2 separate regions of the Triticum aestivum genome follow, and region 1 is linked to region 2. A link is a contact called in public Hi-C data. All regions are on one chromosome and are shown on one strand. The core of a region is the stretch at or near the end of the contact, and the rest is flanking DNA. Distances in the headings are between cores, read along the strand shown.

Region 1 (5,041 bases), core at 1,286-3,785, 180 kb before region 2:
CTACGAGATCGTGCTAAAACTTGGTTTTCATCTTTGGCTAAAAGTAGTATTGATTCTTGGAATAAGTGTAAAGGTGCTTTTATTTCCAAGTATTTTCCTCCCACTAAGATCATCTCCCTTAGGAACGATATAATGAATTTTAAGCAACTTGATCATGAACATGTTGCACAATCTTGAGAGAAGACTCTAGTGAAACCTATGGCCCCGGGGGTCTACTTCTCATCATATATTTTTCAGATCTATAAAACCAAAAATCCAAAAATACCTTGCTGCAATTTATTTATATTTACTTTATTTTGCCTTTTATTTATCTTTTATATCTATCTCTATTAGATCTCACTCTTGCTAGTGACCGTGAAGGGATTGGCAACCCCTTTTTCGCGTTGTGTGCAAGTGTTTGTTAGTTTGTGCAGGTGCATCTATTGGGGACTTGCTTGTGCCTCCTACTAGATTGATACCTTGGTTCTTAACTGAGGGAAATACTTATCTCTACTTTGTTGCATCACCCTTTTCTCTTCAAGGGAAAAATCAACGCAAGCTCAAGAAGTAGCAAGTGGGGCGGCCGCAGCGGGGAGTCGGGGCGGCAGCGGGAGGCGGTGGTGGTGAATTGGGGGCGAAGGCAGTGGGGATCTAGGCGGCGGCAGGAGGCGGAGCGGTGACGGATGAGAGGAGTCGGGGCGGCGGCGTAGGTGTGGCGGAGCGGCCGGAGGGGCCGGAGGTGGCGCGGGACGGCAGCAGCGTGGCGTGGTGCGGGGTGACTGTTGAGCGGTGGCGGCAGTTCGGTCAGTGACCGGGAGGAAGAGGAATGGGGGAGGGAAATGAAATGAAAGGTAGTCGACGGTTGGCGCGCGGCCGCCGGTTTTACATCTCCAGATGGTGGAGATGCAAATTTTCATCGTGAGGTGTTGTAGTTTACATCTTTTATTAGAGATGCAAAAGTTAGCTATTTTTGCATCTACATCTTTTATTAGAGATGCTCTAATAGGTTCAGATCTGAAATCATGGCATCTAAAATCATGGCGCTCGTGAACATAGTGGACACTAGGGAACAAGCCCTAAAAAATTGACACAATTACATAAGAAATCCCATCCATCTACATCACCATCTAATATGCCTACAAAGGAATTACTCACTCCCAACGGTAAGAATCATGGGATTGTTGATGAAGAAGGGTTGGTGATGACGGTGGCGATGAATCCTCCTCTCTGGAACCCCGAACGGACTCCAGATCAGGCCTCCCGATGATGAACAAGATGTGACGGCGGCTCCGTATCATAAAATGTGATAATTCTTTCTCTTTGATTTTTTCTTGGGAAGACGGTATATGTAGGCTTGGAATTAGGTCAGACGGCCGTCCGTGGGATCCACAAGGCAGCATGGCGCCTCTGCCTTGTGGGCTGCTGATGGCTCCCCTCTGGTATCTTTGCACTAGTATTTTTTTATATTGCAATCTTCATGAAGTTTTGTCCAATTCTGAGGACTATTATTTCTGCATAAAAATAACATCAAAGTAGTTCTATTGAAAACAACGTCAGTTCGAGTTAGTTTCATTTAAATCCTGCAAATTAAAGTCCGAAACAAGAGCATAAGTGTTTGAAAAGTAAATATATTTCGGAGACGTATCAGGGGGATTGAGGGGTGGTCGTTAATGCAGCAGGGGTCGAGGCGCGCGCCGAAGTATTGATGGAATGTTGCCCGAGTAGGGCCCGAACCCACTACCACACGTCATGTTGACCAACACTCAAACTTGACACGTGGTCTGGTTCGACTAGCTGGGGAGTCTGGTCCGGTGTAACTAAGACAAGACCGGGCTCGTGAAATTTAAAGGTGTTGCGCGAAAGCTCTCTTGCGTCGATCGGTCATCTCATCAACAAATCAAGACCGAAGTGCTTCATCTGACTTCGGGAGCAGGCCAGCCGTAGGAGGTCGGCGAGAAGCGTTCACTTTCAGGGAAGTTTCAAAGAACCAGTTTCAACCTCAGCAAGCGAAAAGGTGGCGTTGACGATCGGTGTCGATCGGGATGCAACCAAGCTTGAAGAGCGGTTTGGGGGCCACCGATGGTGTTTACCGTGGTCGACTCATGGGCCCTACAGAAGGAAGACTCTGAAAGCCTTGCCATTCAAGACAAGGAAGTCGGAGCCATGGAGGACTCCCCTTCACCGACGTAGCCGACTAGGTCCTTGTAAACCTATGGTTCTCGATATCATATATATGTCAGGATCGAGCTAGTCGATAGACAAATTAGAATCTCTCGGTAATACCTATGCTTTGTACAACCCAATCGCAATATGCCCACAAGCAAGGGTGGAATGTTACCACATACGAAGGGTCTGAACCTGGGTAAATCTTGTCTCATGTTTCCCCTCTAATCTACTCACCTCGTCGAGACACCCTACCGTTGGAATCTACTCCGACATATGGTGCATTTTGTACCTGCAAAGGGAAATTTTGAGTTTCCCCAATGATGCAATCGAACAACTTCCATGGAACTTCCGATTCCTAAGTTTCTTTATTCATCGGTTTTTAGAATTCCAGGAATCAAATAGAACCTCTCCAAAAAGGAGGAAATGGAAAGAAACTACAAAAACGTAAACAATTGACAACGTTTGTGCTTATTTCACAAAAATGTCCATACGCGTCCATGATGTTTCTAGAATCCAACATGCGGGCCCCGTGGATCGGCTTGATGTGTATAGGCTGTGTGTTGCTGAACAAATGATCTCCGGGCATATACTACCGTTTATCCTAGCCGTTGCGTGGCTTGGCGACCATAATTTCACGAAGTGCGTGGGAAAATGGAAAAAAGACAAGTGTACACATCATGGCCGATCGGGATCGCCGCCCTGTCCTTTGTCTGCGCCTAACCAACCGGACGAGCAAACAAACAAACTTCTCCCTCGCTTTCCTCTACGCTCCAAAGTCCAAACTTTGTCCTGCCTGCAACCACGCCTTAAACAAGAGCGAAGTACTCCAGCGTAGCAGCGGTGTGCGACCATCCCAACGACGGCGGCCTCAATGTCATCGCCATCGTCCCCACCGCCGTCGCCTCACTGGCCAGCATCGGCCCGTCTCGTCGACTAGAGCCAGGCACACACAGAAAAATTCCAAACTTCCCCATGCTTGAGGGCTGAAGCAGCAGCGAGAGGAGGGGCAAGATGATGGTGCCGTCGGAGGCTGAGCCGACGTCGTCGCCGCCGCAGCCCAAGCGGCTCTACCAGGCCTGGAAAGGAAACAACGTACGTACATCCTTGCTCGACTCCCCTCTTCGCCTTCTTCTCCGTGCCTTGGTCAGAAGAGCTTTGGCGCGCCGTGCAACTGTAGATAGCCTTTCAGCTAAAATCAGGGATTCATGAAAGCTGCAGGTTTCGTCCCCCAGGTTTTTCACATGTGTGAGAGAGCAGAGTGTACCACGACAGATCATTCTTCGCTTCTCTGCAGGTATTCCTGTGCGGCGGACGGCTTATACTCGGGCCGGACGCAGCCTCCCTGCTGCTGTCATCGTTCCTCGTCGCCGGCCCAGCCATCGTCTTCTGCTACCAGATGCAGTCCAAGTTCTTCCGCTCCAACGGGCAACCACACATGCACCGGGCTGCGCTACTGATTGTTATCATCACAACACTAGTGGTTAGTCTTCATCTTGCTGTCTGCATACCTTCGGTGTCACCTTCTTCATCAGCTCTACCATCATACCCACAATAATCACAATGGCTGGAGTCAACAACAGTTCCAGCCTTCAGGCCTGAGGCTGAAACCAACAGGACGTGGGTTTCAAACTTACGATTCCAGTTGCCACTATATATACCAGATGCAACGCTGAAAAACCCTTGTGATCTTCGCCAAAAAATTGCAGGACCTGTTCTTCCTGTTCATGACATCGGCCAGGGACCCAGGAATAGTGCCACGGAACACAAGAGCCCCGCCGCCTGAAGCTGATGAACGGAACCTCCCCGCCACGCCATCTATGGAGTGGAGCGTCGGGGGCACCCCGCGGATGAGGTTTCGCCGGACCAAGGATGTCAACGTGAATGGCTTCACGGTGAAACTCAAGTTTTGCGAGACCTGCCTCAGGTACCGCCCACCACGATCCTCGCACTGCTCCATCTGCAACAACTGCGTCCAGAAGTTTGACCACCACTGCCCATGGGTTGGCCAGTGCATTGGACTAGTAAGTACACACGGTTATTGCTTATTCCCTACCATTAGTCATATAGAATATCATTATGATAAGCATCTAGCAGAGCAAAAAAAAAACTAACCTTTCTTGATTGAACTTTATCTTCAGTAAGAGCCAGGAAGAGAAAAGATCAAACAATCTTTCTTTCCAAGTAAAAGTCCAGACCTAGCCTAACTCCCTTTAATCACCTCTTAGTTTTCTTTCAGTGCAAAGTTAAGGTATATCTAAAGCTATGTAGTTTACAAAAGATATTTACATTCGGGATTGTAACAGTACTACAAAACTTTTCTTAACCAATTAAGTTGAATGAGAACATACAGCTAGTGGCAGCAAGTCGTTAGTGTATTCCATTATCTGACTAGATTTGCAGGTAAGGTTACCAAACAAGCAAACAGATTTGTGAACTAAGTCCTGAACTATACCTAACATATATCCCACTAGTTGACTTTTGAGGCCTCAATTGCAGTTGGCCCATCATAATCACAATGTTTTTTATTTGCCTTGCAGAGAAACTATCGCTACTTCTTTCTATTCATCGCCACATCGACATTCCTGTGCATATCCGTCTTAATCTTTTCATGGTTGAATGTCCACGGCGAAATGCAAGACAACGGCGGCTCTATCTGGAAGGCCTTGCGCAAGGAAGTCTATTCTTTTGTTCTAATCATCTACACTTCAATTGTTGTATGGTTCGTCGGTGGCCTAACAGTACTGCATCTCTATCTGATCAGTACTAATCAGGTAAAATTTAGTTCATTTTGCTGCAATTTTAGATAATTGTTGTAGTTTCTAGTCCTTCTAACTGTAACTGGAGTAATGCACTTGAGTACACTACACAATACTCATAGGTCTAATCTCTTGAACTA
Region 2 (5,378 bases), core at 548-3,047:
GGTACTGCTGGCTCCCTGTGCCAGCCAAGCGAGCCTCGAGACCCTGTGCAAAGCAAAACGCCAGCCTCTGGCTGCCATCCCCATTTACCTTGGAATGCTGTTTTATTTGCTTTAGCAACTCATTAGCAGTTCGGCGGTCATCAGCTGCCACTGCCTGTGCACAGTGGATGAGGATGGTCCTAAGGTCCACCACATCATTTTTAGTCGGCTTCCTGCCCCGTGTCTTCACCCCAGTTGTTCCTTTCGTTTGAATGACCTGAGAATTCTTGGAAGCTTCGCTGCGCATCTTTTCTCGCAGAACTGTAGCCTTTTTTTCAGTTTGACGAAACAAATCATCAAACATCTCAACCCAATCATCAGGCTCATCGGAACAGAATGCAGATTGTTTAATGTTCCGTCCTTCTATCAAGTCAAGATCTTCGCTCTGTCTGTTTTTCTTGGCCTTCAAGACCTCTGTCCTGCTCACATTGAAAGGAATGTCTTTCACTGCTTCTTGAGGCTTTGAGACACCAGCAGCTTCTAAATCAATCACTAGCTTATCACCACCAGGGAGAAACTTCTGTGCTTCCTCGACACCTCTCCTGAAATCCCAAGTTGGAAGGCTCTCGAACAAATACTCGGGGATCCTGCCGTTGGTGATCAAAGGATCTTCTAGTGACTCTGCTGCATCAGAAACACCACTTGGTGGGGCAACCAGTGGCTGAGAAGATCGGCCACACAAGCCGCGATAAGCTTCCAGCTGCTCAGAGTGTCCAACATTATGGCACTGGTTGCTATGAACCGCACCACCGATGCTGCCGCTAGTACCCACACTGGACAAGGACTGGGCATGACCGCTGCTGCTGCTCTCACTGGGGCTGTCCAGGGACCAAGTCGTGAGCGTGCGGTCAGGGGACGGCGGGAACTTGTGCCCAAGGATGTCATAGAAGGGCTTTGCGGTAGCACGGAGAGTGGCTGACTCCTCCTGGTACACGCTGACCTTCTCATCAATGTCCTCCTCCATGAGCATCCGGCTGATGTAGTTGAGCGACTCATCCGAGATGAACTCCCAGTCTTCGGGGTTGTCAGTCTCTGTGTTGGTGGCCCTGGAGAGGGTGGCCACGGGAGCATTGTGACTGGGTTCCGCGGCCACATGGTGTGGGATCACCGGCTGCGGATCATTGAACATGAAGTACTCTGGTGCTCCGCAGAACTGAATCATTGAGTGGATCAGTGAGCCTGAAATGGTCTGGTGCTCCACAGAACCTGCCAAACACCATGAAATTCTTCAGTCAGTGAGAAGATGTCAAGTGATCGAGTTTTGGGGACTTGTGTGAGTGAACTATCTATTTGACCTCTGAGCAGAAAATAACAGGAAGGAAAACACTAGAGCGCTGCAGTTCACGGACTTCGCAGGCTGGTGGCGATGACAGGGAGATCACGGACTGACGCTGGCGCCATGCTCACCTGAAGGCATCGACCCTTGGCGAGGTGGGCGGTGGCGGAGGGACCTCGCGGCCGCGAGGCCGAGGCCGGTGAGGTCCTGCGCGGGCGGGGCGGCGTGCGCGCGATCGCGGGGAGGCTGCGGGGTCGATGTCATCGCCTGCCGCCTCGTCGCCGCCGCAGCCGGGCCTCCGGTAGCCGCGCGGGATCGGCGGGGGAGGAGAGAGGGGCGCGGCGAGGGGCAGACAGAGAGAGAGAGGGGGGAGAGAGGTGATTTGATTGGGAGGGGGATCAAGTGTGCGCGGCTGAGCAGAGGTATTCCTCCTTTTGCTCAGTTCCCCAGCGGCGAGGTCTCTTGGCAGTTGGACCCGGAGCTAGTAAAAGGAAAAGAAATCTCGTCCCGTGATGGTGGCTGGCTAATAAGTAAGTAGAGTAAAAGATAATCGAGGTCTCAGAGATTTCCAGAACCTCGATGATGGTGGCTCCTGCATGTGAGGGTTTTCCTCTTTTCAGCACCGCGAATGCGACCCCCCCTCCGCAGGATTACGCTTGATTACACCCGCCAAGCAAGAGTTGGAGAAACACCCTCTGCCTTGTGAGGAAAATACATTTGGGTCTGTTTAGGACACATCTAGATGTGACATAGTTACGTCACATTTAAGCTAATGTTCACTTTGTTTGAGGTCTATTTTTTTTTGTCCTAGTTTTTTTGTTTTTTGTTACTGCATTATATATTTTGGGAGTTTAGATGTGACATCCTTAAAAAATATCTAGATGTGAACTAGCCAAACCGAATACATTTTTGGCACGTGTGCTGATGGGGCACGGCCTACACCGTCGTTCATCTGCACTGTGATCTGAATTTTTTTAAATGATTTTAGATCTATTATAAAAGTTTATCGAAATACAGACAATCTGAGACATAATAGAAATTACATCGAGATTTTAAGACCACCGAACGACCACTACTGCCGTTAGAAAGAGTCATCAACGCGATGTCCTACCATAGCCAGCTTGACCTGGTTGATGACAGCTGAAAAATCTTTCTGTGCGTGCCCCTAAGGACCAACGCACTGGAGTCGCAGTCGTCATTGTTGAACCCTTGTATATAGATCTAAAGCACCTAACACCAAATCTCGCCACATTACGAGAAACCCTAACCTCATCACCCCAAGGAGATGTCATGAATCTACGCCAGAGCTCTGTCGACTACGTCTAAACGGACGAACTCAAGAAGAATCGAAGCACAAAAGACAAACTCGAAGAAAAGGTGTCGCCATCCGTCCGAGCGTCGCACCTGTGAGGACTAAAAAATCTAACTTAAACTACTAACAGGAGCGGAGGCACCGAGGTTCTCCTCACCGCCATCTGCTGTCCGAGCGGCACACAGAGGGGAGGCGAATCCACGGGCTCTTCGATGAAGTCTGGATGGGAAAGTTTTCCCTAGCCGCTTAGGGTTAGGTGGGGAAATGAGAGGAAGTCCCCTTGTTGTCTTGTCTTTATCAAAAAACTCCTTCGACGGTAAATTGCTTGAAATATAGATAAAACTAGGAAGTCTATTAATACGAGACAATATACATGATGCTCTTGTCCTAGTGCATGTAGGTGCTAAAACCGTCGGATCTCGAGTAGGGGATCCCGAGCCGGTGATATGGGAATGATGGTAATAGGAAGAATAGGGACACGATATTTATCCAGGTTCGGGCCCTCTCGAAGAGGTAAAACCCTACGTCCTGCTCATGTTATATTAATTGTGGATGGGGTATAAAGTACAGTATGATCTACCTCGAGATCGTATGAAGGGGTTCTAACCTCTAAACCTTGAAAAGCTTGCCTCTATGGACTAAACCCCACGGCTTATATAGGCACCAATGGCATCTAGGGTTTACATATGGTCGGTTACGACATGGGGATAAACATGTTGATTATTCAAACACGCCTTGGAGTATACGCCAAGTCTTCGGAGGTCTCCATCTTGGTTATGCCAGGGGCATGGCACATGGATCCCATTCTTCAATTGTTTGTGGCTCGTTGGCCTGGCCCATGAACAGTAGGCCGACGTGGTGTGCACCCCCTATTTCAGGACATCGTCAGTAGCCCCTGAACTTGTCTGCAAACCAAGGATAGGAGCTCCTTCCTCTGGGTAGCTTCATTATCTTGGTCTTCGGCTTTCTAGGCGAGTTCGATCCTTCACGTCGGCCCTCGGATTCCTTATAGCTTCTTTCATTCTATCCCACGCAAGTAATAGTGTCTCACGTTCTTCCTGCTTGTAACCTGTAATCTGATAACGTAATTGCATAATCTTTGCAGGTGGACAAAACTTAGATAATAATTTACTGCAACAATCATCCCAAGAAGTAATACTGCCTCTAGGTAGATCTAGAAGCCATTCCTTAGCTTTTCCTCTCAAAGAGAAAGGAAATAGACGCAACTTCAGAGCGACAGGGTCGCAATCTTTAATGCGTGTCATGTTGCACAATTCACTAAAATTATGCAAGTGCATACCGGCATCCTCAGAAGCAGAGCCACCAAATTGAATCTGTTGAACCATGGAAACTAGGTTCGGTTTGATCTCATATACTCAGCGGCTGCAACATCATGTTGTGTTATAGGTAGATGCATGAAGTTGTTGCTGTGAATTGCAAAACTCCCAAGATTATGAGCCATAGTAATCTTTTCGGTTTTTCTCAATTGACAAAACTTGCAACAAAATAAAAACTAAAACTAAGAAAAAGTAAAAACAAAAACTGAAAATTAACTTTAACAAAAACTCTAAACACAAATACTAGGAATACAAAACTCCTCCCCGGCAACGACACCAGAAAAAGTGCTTAATACGTCCTTTTATTGATCTGGTAATGGAACAGAAAAGTGCAACCCACACCTATTTCGCAAAGGTGACCCTGGGTTATCGAACCCACGAGAGGAAGATGCCCTTGGAGCAATGGTCTCTAGTAAGCTTATGTTAAAATGTCAAATCCAGCTTTTGACCGGATCAAGCAAGCAAATAGTGATTCAAGCACTTATATTAAAAAGATGTACGGGTATGAGGTATTAATGCTTACAACCATGTATTTGTGTTGGGACCAGATATGATCTTAATTTGTGCGCTGGAAGTCACCCATCGAGACGTGCTTGTTACGAATCGAAGTGGGGGATGTGTCCAAACAACATCTTGACTGGCACGAGTCCTACATCAATAACAGTTGTCCTACAGCAAGCCCTATCCGTCGCGTGGGGTTGCCTCGATAATGAAATTAGACAGGAGCCTTGGGCGTTCAATGACTGCACCTCATGTATCCCCAAGGATATGACCCATGTTACCCTACTAAACCTTACTGTCACCGCTGTTCGGTATAACACTTCACGGTATCCTTGCTCCTAGCCTCATCGGTGCTCGGTCTCCATGATCCTGGGTACTTGCAGGGATGAAGATCGTGGACAAAACAAGAGACATCTATGGAATAATTTTATTTCACAAATACGAGATGTTAATTCAAAGCCCTTCTAGTGATCCCCACAACAAATACAGAGGGTTGCAAGGCTCACGCCTCAACCCATACCTTACCAAACTACTCACACATGGAGATCAGATCGCGAGAAGAACACATCTTAAAGATTAATTGATTGCAAATATGTCTTACAATGGATGTCTTGTGCGATGCACGATTGCAAGTATGAACTAGACGAGGAAGCAATCTGGTGGTGATGGTGGCTATGGAGATAGAGATGCCGGTGACTAGGGTTTGTGGATGAAGACGAAGATGATGATGTGGTTGTTGTCAATGATCTGTTCTGGCTTCCCCTGTTGACATTTCGAGGGGTCCCCTTTATAAAAGTTGTTTAGGTGGACGATCTGCCTCGGTTTCCACAACATACGGGCGCTCATACGGGCGCGTTCGCCTGTATGGGACATCGTATTTTGCTCTATTTCCGCAGAAACGCCTCCTGTTGGT

Evidence for each region. Hi-C and Micro-C count contacts between places; a contact is called where the count stands out from the background.
Region 1: a Hi-C map of leaf shows a contact between it and region 2, with 2.4 times the contacts expected there. The contact joins the promoter of LOC123120449 here to the promoter of LOC123120446 in region 2. A contact is called at or near these places in 3 of 5 Hi-C or Micro-C datasets (all in leaf) and 1 of 1 datasets of contacts at active chromatin or transcription factors (leaf).

Annotation. Positions count from the first base shown.
Region 1 is chr5D:244,691,921-244,696,961 of IWGSC CS RefSeq v2.1, reverse strand. LOC123120449 (probable protein S-acyltransferase 4) reads left to right here and starts at 2,535. Exons shown (of 5, transcript XM_044540444.1): 1 at 2,535-3,237; 2 at 3,440-3,625; 3 at 3,852-4,166; 4 at 4,683-4,916. The coding sequence starts at 3,157.
Region 2 is chr5D:244,508,362-244,513,739 of IWGSC CS RefSeq v2.1, reverse strand. LOC123120446 (scarecrow-like protein 9) reads right to left here and starts at 1,797. Exons shown (of 3, transcript XM_044540441.1): 1 at 1,447-1,797; 2 at 1-1,245. The coding sequence starts at 1,579.